Regions from separate parts of the Mus musculus genome. Here region 2 is linked to region 1. The links are chromatin contacts, called in public Hi-C maps. All regions are on one chromosome and are shown on one strand. The core of a region is the stretch at or near the end of the contact, and the rest is flanking DNA. Distances in the headings are between cores, read along the strand shown.

What was found. A called contact is a pair of places that touch in the nucleus more often than the background predicts.
Region 2: a contact with region 1 is called in a Hi-C map of B cells, with 1.5 times the contacts expected there. The contact joins the promoter of 4930523C07Rik here to the enhancer-like site in region 1. A contact is called at or near these places in 2 of 39 promoter capture datasets (neutrophils and pre-B cells), 1 of 15 datasets of contacts at CTCF or cohesin (CD8 T cells), 22 of 484 Hi-C or Micro-C datasets (3T3-L1-derived adipocytes, the 63-12 cell line, B cells and 16 more), 8 of 115 datasets of contacts at active chromatin or transcription factors (CD8 T cells, the SCID.adh cell line, bone marrow-derived dendritic cells and 5 more) and 3 of 9 other capture datasets (adipose tissue, liver and pancreatic islet).

Annotation. Positions count from the first base shown.
Region 1 is chr1:159,997,328-160,003,506 of GRCm38.p6, forward strand. All of the region lies in intron 1 of Gm31493, which reads right to left. Among named protein-coding and RNA genes, the nearest start is that of Gm31667, 24 kb to the right of the region's middle. Within about 2 kb of position 2,249, at least 15 of the 459 cell types and tissues checked have an H3K27ac peak or open chromatin away from gene starts, as enhancers often do. A contact at or near this core is called in B cells, CD8 T cells, centrocytes and 2 more, where this site is marked.
Region 2 is chr1:160,042,966-160,048,784 of GRCm38.p6, forward strand. It overlaps 4930523C07Rik (RIKEN cDNA 4930523C07 gene), which reads left to right and starts at 1,415. Exons shown (of 3, transcript NM_001162896.1): 1 at 1,415-1,788. It overlaps Gm37294 (predicted gene, 37294), which reads right to left and starts at 1,352. Exons shown (of 2, transcript NR_168324.1): 1 at 1,183-1,352.

The DNA of each region.
Region 1 (6,179 bases), core at 999-3,498:
ATCATTTGCACTGTTCTCAACATTATCTTCCAAGCATCTACAGAACATCCCCCAGAGCTCTTAACTCCGAATGGCTCTTCTTGCACAAAGTTCCAAAGTCCTTTAGATAGTCCTCCCCAAACATGGTCAGGTTGTCATAGGAATACCCCACTAGGCTGGTACCAATTAGTCTTAGTCAGAGTTTCTATTCTTGTGCAAACATCGTGAGGAAGAAGGAAGTTGGGGAGGAGATGATTTATTCAGTTTACACTTCCACATTGCTATTCATCAACAAAGAATGTAAGGACTGGAACTCAAGAAGGTCAGGAAGCAGGAACAGATGCAGAGGCCATGGAGGGATGTTACCTACTGACTTGCTTCCCTGCCTTTCTCAGCTTGCTTTCATATAGAACCCAGGAGATGGTAGCCAGCCCAGAGATGGTACCACCCACAGTGGGCCCTACCAGCCCTGATCACTAATTAAGAAAATGCCTTACAGCTGGATTTCATGGAGGCATTTCCTCAAGGGAGGCTCCTTTCTCTTGTGTTAAGTTGACACACAAAACCAGACAGTACAGTTGCCTTGGTGTGGCGTTTTGTCACAGCAATCAAAAAGTAACTAAGACATATTAATTACTTTTCTTGATGCTGTGACCAATGACCTTCCCAAAAAAAATGAAAGGAAGGAAAGATACAGTTCATATTGGTGGGATAGGTATGCCATTGGGGCCAGCTCTTGTCAGTGGCAGCAGGGACTTACTCACTTACATCTTGATGGATCAATAATCAAAGAAGAATAATGTGGGTATTCATCTGTCACAGCCCGGCCACAACATCAAGACTAGGATTCCAGCATAGGAGATTGGCACCACCCACTTGAAGGACAGGTTTTCCTCCCTCTGTTAAATCTTCTCTGGAAACAGCTCTCAGACATAATCAAAGGTGCAGTCCCTTAATGTTACAGGAGTTGATAAAATGAAAAAGCACAGGAAATAAAAGATCATACTCTGTTGCCATAGAATATTCCAGAGTCACTTGGGTCTTCACTGGAGCCTGAGATGTACACAGCTAGACCATGAGACACCTCATGGATGAAGCAGCAATGGCCTCACAGTGTGCCACAAGGACTGCAACAGTGTCTTGGAAACAAAGCTTGAGAGTGAGCATGTGAAGAGAGAGGTCTGTTCTGTTGGAGCCCAAGCCTGCTGGTTTTTAAGGGAAGTGAAGACAGTCTAGACCTGAAAAGTGACACCATGTGGCCACCAGAGAAACAAGTACCCAGATTGTACAGACCCTTCCTGTCATCTGCTATAGAGATAGATAGGCCTCCCTTTGGACTTTTGTTACTCGTTATGTTAGAGATAGGTCTGACTCCCTATTGGTCCTGATCTGGTGGAAGATGTAGGCCTTGGGAAAAATTCTGAACATCTACAAATTAATACAAACAGGAATCATAATGACCTGATGAAATACAAAGCACCATGTGTTTGGCATTTGACAAGGGATGGTATGGGGTCTAGAGTGGAACTTTCATGTGTACACCTTACACATACATGCAAAGAACAGTATGCCTTCCAATCACAAAAATATCCTGCTTTTACTGGTAGGATAACTGTTTTACTGTTTTTATTTATCTATCCATATTGTATGGATTTTTAAATACTCTATAGTTTTTACAGGGAGTTCCCTTTTCAAAAGGGAAGAGGTAATATATATATATATATATATATATATATATATATATATATATATCATACTCATCACTATAACAAGTGACCCTGTTGGTAGTCTTAGAAACCTACATCCCATGATAAAATCTTCATAAATACTCCTGTGACTCCTGTGATAGCAGTAAGAGACAGGAATCTTGGGCTAGGCAGCAGATAAAGTCTGAACTACCTTCACCGTGAATCCTTAACTTCATGTCTCCTCAGCTGTGCAGGATCTCCCCTGTCCTCCCCAACCTCAAGACTACACAGAGTTCCCTTTGCAAGTAGCTGGCACTGATGGCGCTCACCCTTTCCTTGCTCTTAGCTGAGGTTCCCACATGGGTTCTCTAGCCTCACACGTGTTCTTTGCAGTTTCAATTCTATACCAGGCAGAATCACACAGCAAGGGACAGTCCCTCTCTCCTGCAGTTGGCATAACACAGCCTACACTCTAGGGATCACTTCTTTGTCACAGACCTTTAAGTACCATCCTCACATGGCAGGGCTGAATCTTCCAGCTCATAGAAATGAAAGCTTTGACTCCCAGCTTTCAACAAATGAGTAGGTGAGCCAAAGATAGATGAGCATCTGACACAGCAGAGAAGTTACGATTGCCATCGAGGAGTGGGAGTAAAGGCATAATCCACTTCTCCTTTCCCAGCCAAAATGACTTCTGCTACCTGGAATCAGGTTCTGCCTCTCCTAAGTGAATCCTCTCACATTCATTTCCAACTCCTCTGCAACGGTTCAGTCCTCATCCAGCAATAACCAAGACTCTTTCACAAGTCTCTGACTACCTTCCAGTCTATTCTTCATGCATTGCCAGAGGATTCTTCAAACTCCAAGCTTCCCCTCCCTTCTTTAAAAGCAGTCAGACATCCACCATTATCTTCTGTGTGAAGTCCTAATGCCATAGCCTGGCACTGGATGCCTCTCCCAAGGTAATCATAATCTATCTTGCTCAATTGATCTGTCTCCTTTTTTTCTTTATTTCCTCCAAGCCCCCCAGAAAGCACCTACAGGCATCTGCTATCCCAAACACACACACACTCTCTCTCTCTCTTTCTCTCTCTCTCTCTCTCTCTCTCTCTCTCTCTCACACACACACACACACACACACACACAAAGAGAAAAGGGAGGGATGGGTCAAGGGGAAGGAGAGAGAACATTAGGAAGGAAGGCTAGACTTATCAACTTATCTCAAATATAATGAAGCTTAGAATATCTTTTTCTTAATCTCTGCTTTGTCAAAATTCTATTCACTCAAATATATTTAAACCGAACCTCAAGGAGCAGCCTTCTGCAAACACTGGAAGCGCCGTGCTTACATCTTCTTGAGTTCACTCATCACACTATGGTTGAGCTAGCAGAAAACAAGTGCAGTACTTTATTTTCTGCGCATACTCCGCCACACAGGTTGTTGCACATGGTGGTGGATACATGTTTGCTACTAATCAAAAACAATATCAGATACCGGATTTGTCTTGGTTTCAGCACACACACACCACACTCACACACATAAAAACTCACACACACTCACACACACTCACCACACACACACACTCACTACACACATGCATTCAACACACACACAGAGACTCTCTCTGTGTCTCTCTCTGTCTCTCTCTGTCTCTCCCTCCCTCCCTCCCTCCCTCCCTTCCTCCCTCCACACATACATACATATTCTTATACAACATTCCCCCACATCTACAGGGAATAGGTTCCTAGCCCCACCCCCAGTGATGCCTGAAACTGCTACAGTACTGAAGCCTACATATACTGTTTCTCATATTCATAAATATCCACAATAAAGTTACATTAACAAATCAGTCACAGTAAGAGGGTAACAACAATAACTTAATGAAGCAGAGAACTATGTGGAAATATAAGTTATTTATAACTGATGAGTTGCTTATCTCAGGAATTTTTCATTGAACATTTTCATGTATCAGTTGGCTGTTGACAACTGGAGCTCTGGAAGGTAAATCTGTGGCCTGGGGGAGCTTCCACACACCTTATGTAGCTCTTGGATGCCCACGAGTATGAGTGACTGTTACAGATCTAGTCCTCAGTGTAGCATTGCTGAGGTGAAGAGTCTCTAAGAAATATGTCTGATGAGTTAGGTCTTAGGGTCACTAAGCGCATGCCCTCAAAAGGAATTATGAGACCTTAGAGGTTTGAAGGAGAAGGGCTCCAAAGTCTCGAATGTTTGAATGCTTGTTCTGCAGTTGGTAGAATGGTTTGGGAAGAATTAGGTGATATGATCTTATTGGAGGGGACACTTGGAGTGGGCTTTGAAGTTTCAACAGCCCAAGGCATTCCAAGTTGTTGCTTGCTCTCCCTCTCCCTACTCTCCTCCCCGCTCTCTGCTTTGGCCTTGAGGATGAGACATAGATCTCAGCTACCACACCACCAACATGCCTGCCTGCCTGCTGCCATGCTCCTTGCCATGATGGTCACGGACTGTGACCCCTGGAACTGTGAGCCCTCAAATTAAATTATATCTCTCATAATTTACCTTGGTTGTTGTGGTTCATCCCAGCCATGAAAAATTAACTGAGAGAGATGTGAGTCTTTCTCTGACTTCCTGTTCACAGCATGATGTAAGTTCTCACTTGCAGACATCCATCCCTCCCCACCCCCACCCCCCCCCCCCAGCCCTACTCCAGTCCACCATGGGGAGATTTGGCTAAAAGGGAGCCCTTGCCTTTTGGAATTTCAACCCACAAATTCTGAGCCAACTAAGTCTCCTTTTTTAAAAAGTAAAATAAAGTAAAAATTAGCCTGTCTCAAGCTTTTTGTTTCAGAAACAAAAGACTGCCCCCTGAAACCTCTCCTGGCTGCTAACAGTCTCCCAGTCCTGGCTGCTGACAGTCACCCAGGTTTTGCTTCTTCTCTTTGCTTTTTTTCTCTTGCATTTTTATATTCTAAGTTTTATTTGGAGAAATTTTCAGCCATGCCATCTCGAAGTAGGCTGGCAGGCTTACCCAATTCTGTGCTCATAAAATAGGGCCATTTATCTCACACTATAAGCTGTGTCTCTGACTTTGTACCACAAAATAACAAAGGTGATTTTCTTCTCCATATTTACTGCCCTGTTTCCTATTCAGGACCATTGGTAGGGAAAAGCCCCTGGCCACATATGCATCTTGACTTCCCAGTTTCAGAAGCATATCCAACTAATGGCCCACAGTGGACCTTTAAGTCCCAAAACCTGGATGACAGAGCTGAAGTGGCCTTGAAGTCGGCAAGTCTAATCCCTCTTGGTGCTGAAAAGCATCGCTGTGCTTGTTTCTAGTTTGTGAGAGGTTATGAGGAGCAAATAACAACATGTTTAGACAATCCTATAAAGTCGATCCCAGCATACAAAGGAGAAGTGAGACCACTGTAGCTGATATAAAGCATGTGGTGGGAGGGGCCCAGAAGCCCAGCTGACCAAAATCCACCAAGTAGAGCAATTCGAGTCCACAGGGGTTGTCTGATATGTGCTCCCCAACACCAGAATCAGCACCACTTGCTCTTCCCAGTGCCATTCACCACCACCCCAATGAGGCACTTAGGTATCTGTGACAAAATATGGAGAATGGCTCCTTCCCTACATGGTATTATGAGGTGTTCCTAGACTGTCACATACCTTATGTCCTGTAGTGTTTACATGCATTTTCTGATGTTTCTCCTCTCCTGGGGCACCAGGCCAGGATAAGGGCAAACCTATATTACAGACACTGGGCTAGTACTCTTTCACTCCAAAGTCTTGGCCTGGTTCCTAGACCAAGATGATAGTATTTGCTTCCCGCTCCCTTAGGAGGTGTCTTCTAGGGCTCCTAGTCCCTGTTTAGCTCATGGGACCAACTTGCAGAAGGTGCCCAGAAGTGTCCAAATTGTAGCACACCTTAGCTTGCAAACAATGATTGGCATGATCAGGTCTCAAGTCTTCATGAGAAAGCTATACAGAATTTTGGAACAAAGAGGGCCTCACAGTCTCAGGCCTGTTTCCTTATCAACCCATTTCCAAATAGACCTTGGAGCACCTTCCTTCCTACCCCATCTCACTCTGTGATTCCAAGAAGTGGATGTGCAGTGAGGAGGGTTTTTGAAATGTGGAAGAAGGGACGATCAAGAGGTAGCATTATTTTTCCTCCGTGGCTCAAGCAAACAATGTGCCTTATGTTTTGCTAGTTCCAAGACAATGGTGGGAACTTTATGTTTTTAGTGTGTGTGTGTGTGTGTGTGTGTGTGTGTGTGTGTGAGAGAGAGAGAGAGAGAGAGAGAGACAGACAGACAGACAGACAGACAGACAGAGACACACAAACAGAAAAAGACTGCCTCTGTGTGTGTGTGTGTGTGTGTGTGTGTGTGTGTGTGTGCATGCGTACACATGCATGCACTCACCTCCTTTGGGAAAATGGACACTATTCCATCACAGAGCAATCCCATGCACAAGTAGTTAGAATTTCTATGGTTATGACCAGAAGACTGGAGAGCGAGGGA
Region 2 (5,819 bases), core at 165-2,664, 45 kb after region 1:
GACTCAGATCTCAACTCCACTATACATTAGCAATGACCTTGCAGAAGAAAGTTACTCCCCATCCTCAGGGGAAGGGGGCAAATTACATCTCACACAGGTCCGGTGTAGGTCCTGGGGGAGACTCGGTCTCCAATCACCGCACCGGGTTTGCACTTAAGGTTTCCTGTCATTCCCCAAGCCTGTCTTCCTCCAGCTCCCTGGTCCATTAGACCCTAGACCCCTGCTTCAGATTTGACACACAATGGAAGCCTTCCATCCACCACTAAATTGTTGGTGGAATCCATCTATAGCTGTCTCTTGCTAAAACTGTCTTCTTTCAGAGCCTGATCGTCCCCCTGCCCTACCCACTTAACCGTACTACTCCCACCCCCAACCCCACCCCCACAACAGATCACTTGGACCACTCTTCTTATTATCATTCAAATCTAGATCTATGTAGGGCATAGTGAAACACGTCCTTAAACCCAGCAAATTTCTGTGAGGCCAACCTGTTTCTACATTGTGAGTTCCAGGCCTGCCGGGGCTATATAGTGAGACTCGGTTTCAAAGGAACAACAACAGATCTAGATCGAGTTCTCTCTGTGGGATTTCTGGGGGAAAACCTCTACTTAATCTGCCTTTGGAAGAAGACTACAGGACCAACTATCCTTGGCATTTCTGGATGAATGCTGGGTTTTCTCTTTGGCCTTTCAACCCAGAGCCAGCTGGCTTCTCTTGAGTAAACCGGAACTCTCTTGTTTCCCGGTTGTGACAGTTAGCTTCACCAATCATTTTAATTCAGGCACCCAAAGGCCGAAGGACCCTATGGCTCAGGCCCAGCCACTGGAAAGCAAGCACCAGCTGCGCACCCTCCTGACACCTACAATCCAATGAGTAGAACCTCCGGTCTTTATCATGGCAAGATCTCTCAAGGTCATTCCGGGGAAGCCCCTAGATACTCCACAGCCGCTTCTGCCTATCACACCTTCCCAACTTCCCTGCAGAAGCCTTGGAGGCACTGAGCAAGCTCTCTACCACCCCACCTTTACATTTGGGGGCGGAGTTAGACAAACAAGAGATCTGAATATAAGCTCACAAGGAGTAAATAAAATGAAAAGGGAGAACTTTTGAAGTTAGTTGTCCCTGCCTCCTGCGCTCCTAACATCTCCAGGTAACTCCCATGGAGCGCACACACAAAGATACCTTGTCACGAGGCACCGGGGATTGCTCTCCCTTTAGACACCCCAGCCCTTTTCCTGGAAGGTGACTTTATTCCACAGCACGGGGCTGTTATTTTTTCCTTAGGCCAGGGTTGGGAGTTTACACCCCACGTCTCTGGGAACACTGGCGCGTCTGTGAGCAAAGTTGGCTCTGGCGTCCTGAAGGAGGCGTGCTCGGGGCGGAGGGGCAAAAGAACGTCACAGTGGGGCGGAGTGGGGACACTGGCCGGGAGACCCGGAGGAAGGACACCCGCGCTGCGTGTGCTGTGGCGTGTGCCTCCTAGTTTAAGGTAGGAGTTGGGCTGAGGAGAGACAGAGCCAGCCAGTCAGATTCAGGAAGTTGCGTTCCTGACCTCAGTAGCAGAGCTGGGTGCGGTGAAACCTCAGCCAGGGACGCAGGGGGCGCTTTCCTCCACATCACACTGGTGGCACCCACTGACCGGCAGCGCCGCCTCTCTCCCGGGACCTGGCAGTGGGAGGGAGAGGCAGGAGCAGGGACCCAGACCTCACCCTTGTGCCCAAGTCACTTCAGAGCACCGGAACAGAGCCAGCGGTCCCGCCGGCGGGAAGCCTTCCAACGGACCCAAAGGTGAGTTTCAAAACTTTCTGTATCGCTTTGTGCTGTTGTTTTCAAAATAAGTTTGGGAGCTGCCCCGCTGTGGAAGGGGACTTTCCCATAGAAGAGTGAATCCGCCCCTGAGAGAAGTGAGATAAAGGGGTTATTTCTAAGAAGCCGTTTGCACAGTTGCTTTCATTCTTTCCTCCTAGAGGTCTCTCACCTTCTCTCTGCTCCTGGCCTGACACATGGGCTCCTCTGGAGTTTGGGGTGGAGTTCTCAGCTCCAGTTGACACCAGCTGCAGGTAGGAGCCATTTGAAAAGGACCAGATGGACATTGTCTAAACGGGCAAAGTCAGTATTTGAGATGCTCCTAAAATCATACCCTCTGGGATTTAAAAACAAAACAAAACCAAACAAACAAACAAACTCATTCTAAAAGAAACTATAATTTCAATGGGGCTAAAAGACTTACCAGACTGAAAATGTGGCCTGGAGCCAAGGGGTGGAGTGAGATCTGTATGCCATTCTGAGTCTCTAGAGAGTTTGTGTGACACATTTTTTTTCCTGAACTTTCCCAACTCTCTAAATGGTCCTTGATCTTCTTCCCACCCAGAAAGGTGGATTGGAAAACACAGCAGGTCCTGTTTTGAAGGGCTATGTAGGAATGATTTGTGTAACAGTAGTTAAGTAAATGATAGCCGGATAGCTGTTGTTTTCAACACCAGTCCTGCCTATCTGAAAGGGAACCCAAAGCAAAGACTAGTGCTTGCCCTAATGAACACCAGCCAGCCAGCCATGAGAATCCGCAGGCCTGCTCTGCCCAGTCTGCTCAATGAGGAAGGCTAGGAATGCAGCACCCAAGCCACTCCAAGCTCCTGCCTGCCAAAGCCTTTATGCTACATCCACCATTGGAAAGAGAGAGAGAACCTGGAGCTAATTTTAGGGAATCTTCATTCTGAAGTATTGTTGGGGACCAAGAACAAGTCTTAAATGGACACGGGTGCATCTTGTTCTTAACCCTTTTACAAAGTTTATCAACGCCACCTAAAGAGCCCTGCAACTGAAAGGTACTGCTGCGTTAAACGCAGCTGTGTCTGGTTTGTTTGTGTTTTGTAATTTTTTTTAATTAAATTTTCACATTCTATAGTTATGGGTAGGATAGTTTTGCAAGGGTCTCTCCTAGCTTTGAGCTAAAATTCAGATCTATCAACCACTTAGTCTGATATGTCTTCCCTTGGCCTGGTACCTCCCTTCTTCTGAAATTCTGCCTCCCCTTCTATACCCATGACACCGTTCTAGGAAAGAGGCCCATTACAAAACAACATTTCGGGCACTGTCAACATTTTGCCTACAGAATCAAAAGAGGTGAAAGCCACAGGATCAAACCCAAGAAGATAATAAACAGTCAGCAGGCTTCTGCACCAGTTTTAACGTGGAAGGGGCACACTCATTAGCTAAGCATCACTGTACCTACTGTGTGTTGGGCAATGTGCCAGGGCTATGGAATCTAAGGCGATGATGTAGTTTGTACTTTCAAAGAGCCACCAGACTGGCAAATAGACACTAGGAAACAAACCACAGTTCAGAGCAATGTACATTATATAATAGTAAAAAGTGAAACCATACAAAGGATGGAGCAATGGTCGTCTGGGAAGACAGCACTTCAGAAGTGGTGCACAATCAAGATCTTGAATATGACTAGCATTTCCCAGGGAAGAGGTACTGTGGGCAAAGAAAAGGCTTTCCCGAAGTCAACACAGGAGCAGCATGGAATGGGGATTTGTCCTCTCCTGCCAAGAGCGGAATGTCTTTCAAGGCATACTAAGCCATTATTAGGTAGTGGAATGGTCCTCTCAGATTTGTGTTTGGAGAAAGAATTACTGGCCAGATGAGGGAAGAAGAGAAGTAGGGGAGCTACATGGGGACATGGACACTGAGGGATGTGGGCTAGGGAGATAGCTTAGGCTTTCCTGGGATACCCGGTAAAGGAATTCCTAAGACTGTGACTTAATCCTGGATTAATGGAGCACAAGCATGACTTATCTGTTTAACTAGGTGAGTGAATCTCTAGGAATCACCTCCTCACTTAAAAAGGAGGATGAGGAATGTTTAGTTCAGTTGTAAGGTCTGCTAACACCTCTCCAGAATGTTAGTTACCAGACCTGTGTGAGGAACTTGTCTTCATTGGAATGAAGAGAACGGCCTGCTGAGGCTGCTTGCAAAACCTGGCAGAGTCACTTTCAGATCTGGATGCCAGCCCCAGGTCCAGAGCTTATGTACTTGGCATAGGGGCAACAACAACACAGGAAACAAAAATCAACTAGACATGTGTGTGTGCTCGGTACCTGACTTGATCACTTATCAACTGCCCTTGAACAAATCTTTGACTCACTCAGCTTCGCTTCCTTCATATTTAAAACGGATAATTATTACACACCAGGGTGGTGGTTAGAATCAGAATCCAATTGAAAAAGTAAGTAAATTTAATGTGCTACATAAAATTTAAGGCTTTATAAAATGTGAGGGTTTATTATTATTACCTCTTGAAGCTACCTAAACCACATGGTGTGTGTGCTCAGGACATAACAGCATCATGAGTAGACGGTGCTTTTTTAATAAACTATTTTAAGGCAGTAATGACAAAAGTCTCTTTGTCTTATCAGTGCTATGTGTAGTCTAGCCTCACCTCATCTGTCTTCTTTCCTACTGCTCAGCTTAAAGGGCTAGAGCCTAAAGAAGCAATGTGGTGGTATTATGTGTGCATGCAGGTTGATCACTACACAAGAACTTCTGAGGCTCGTGGGGCTAAAAGTAGCCAGAATCCTTCTGATAGGCCACTGACGTACCAGACTTGCAGCTGAGTCAAGGCACGGGTGACTATTCTCATCTTCACTGAGGCGGTATCAGTTTAATAGGTGGTAGTTCTAAATCTGGACACCAGTTACTGCTAGGGTATAGTCGCGGTGTTTCTCTCATCCTGACCAGTGAGGCTTGTATCCTGAAGAGATTCAAGTGTGTCTCATATTCCAACTCAGTGGAGTTTGAATATTGTGTGAAGAGGGTCTGCTGATGAAGAGGAAGTGACAGAGTCAGAGATTTCAAATGGAAAAAGAAAAAAAAAAAAAAACCTCTAGAGATGAACCAACCCTGCCCTTTCACTTCGAAGATGAGCAAACTGGTGTTTAGGGAGGGGAAGTAAGTGCCACAGCTATACAGCTGGTCAGTGGAGGGACCAGAACTCAGGCACCTCTTGAATACTCAGTACCATCTGAGGTCAATGTCACCTGGACTTCTGATTACAAGGACAAGCGCGGCACTCAAAAATTACATGATCACAGTTCAAGGGTGAATCTTCTTGGGGTGGCTTCTGGGACAACCACCAGATCGTGAAGAGATTCAGCTGGACCTTCTCTTTTATGACAATATCCAAACTATCCCCCTCTCCTCTGCTTCTACAACCTCAATCTTTTAACTTCCTTGGGAGTTCCCAAATTCTGCTTGTGCAGGGAGACTACATACTGGTCGTGTCTCACTCAAGTAACTAAAGCCCCTCAAGGGTTTGCTCAAATAATCATGAAAACTGGTCTCAGAGATTAGTATGTGTTCAGAGACCAGCAAGAAACTTTCCTTCCTCATCAGACAACCAACATATAATTCGGTTGTTTGATGGGAAAGGTTTCAGGTGAATACCCACCGTAGCACACAACACTGGTCATGGTTACAATGAGGGAGATAAGGACAGTGACGAGAGGGACCTTTCCCCTCTCTAAGCAGCAAAGGAACAATCTACAGCAGACTCTCTGCAGGACAATCCCTAGGGCTACCTGCCAGCTCAGGTGTCTTTTCCCAACATTGTCCAGTGCTATCTGAACAGAACACTATCTAGGGTGATGGAGTCGATGTTCAGTGGAGACTGGGAAGGGAAGCTGAGTTCTAAAAGGAACTGCACACAAACATGGGATTTCTTTGTCATGGGAAAGTCTCAAGGGAGCATGGCAGTGTCCAGGCCCAGTCCTCATGCCCGAACAGGCACAGGCACTTGCTTCCATTATTGTATGCAA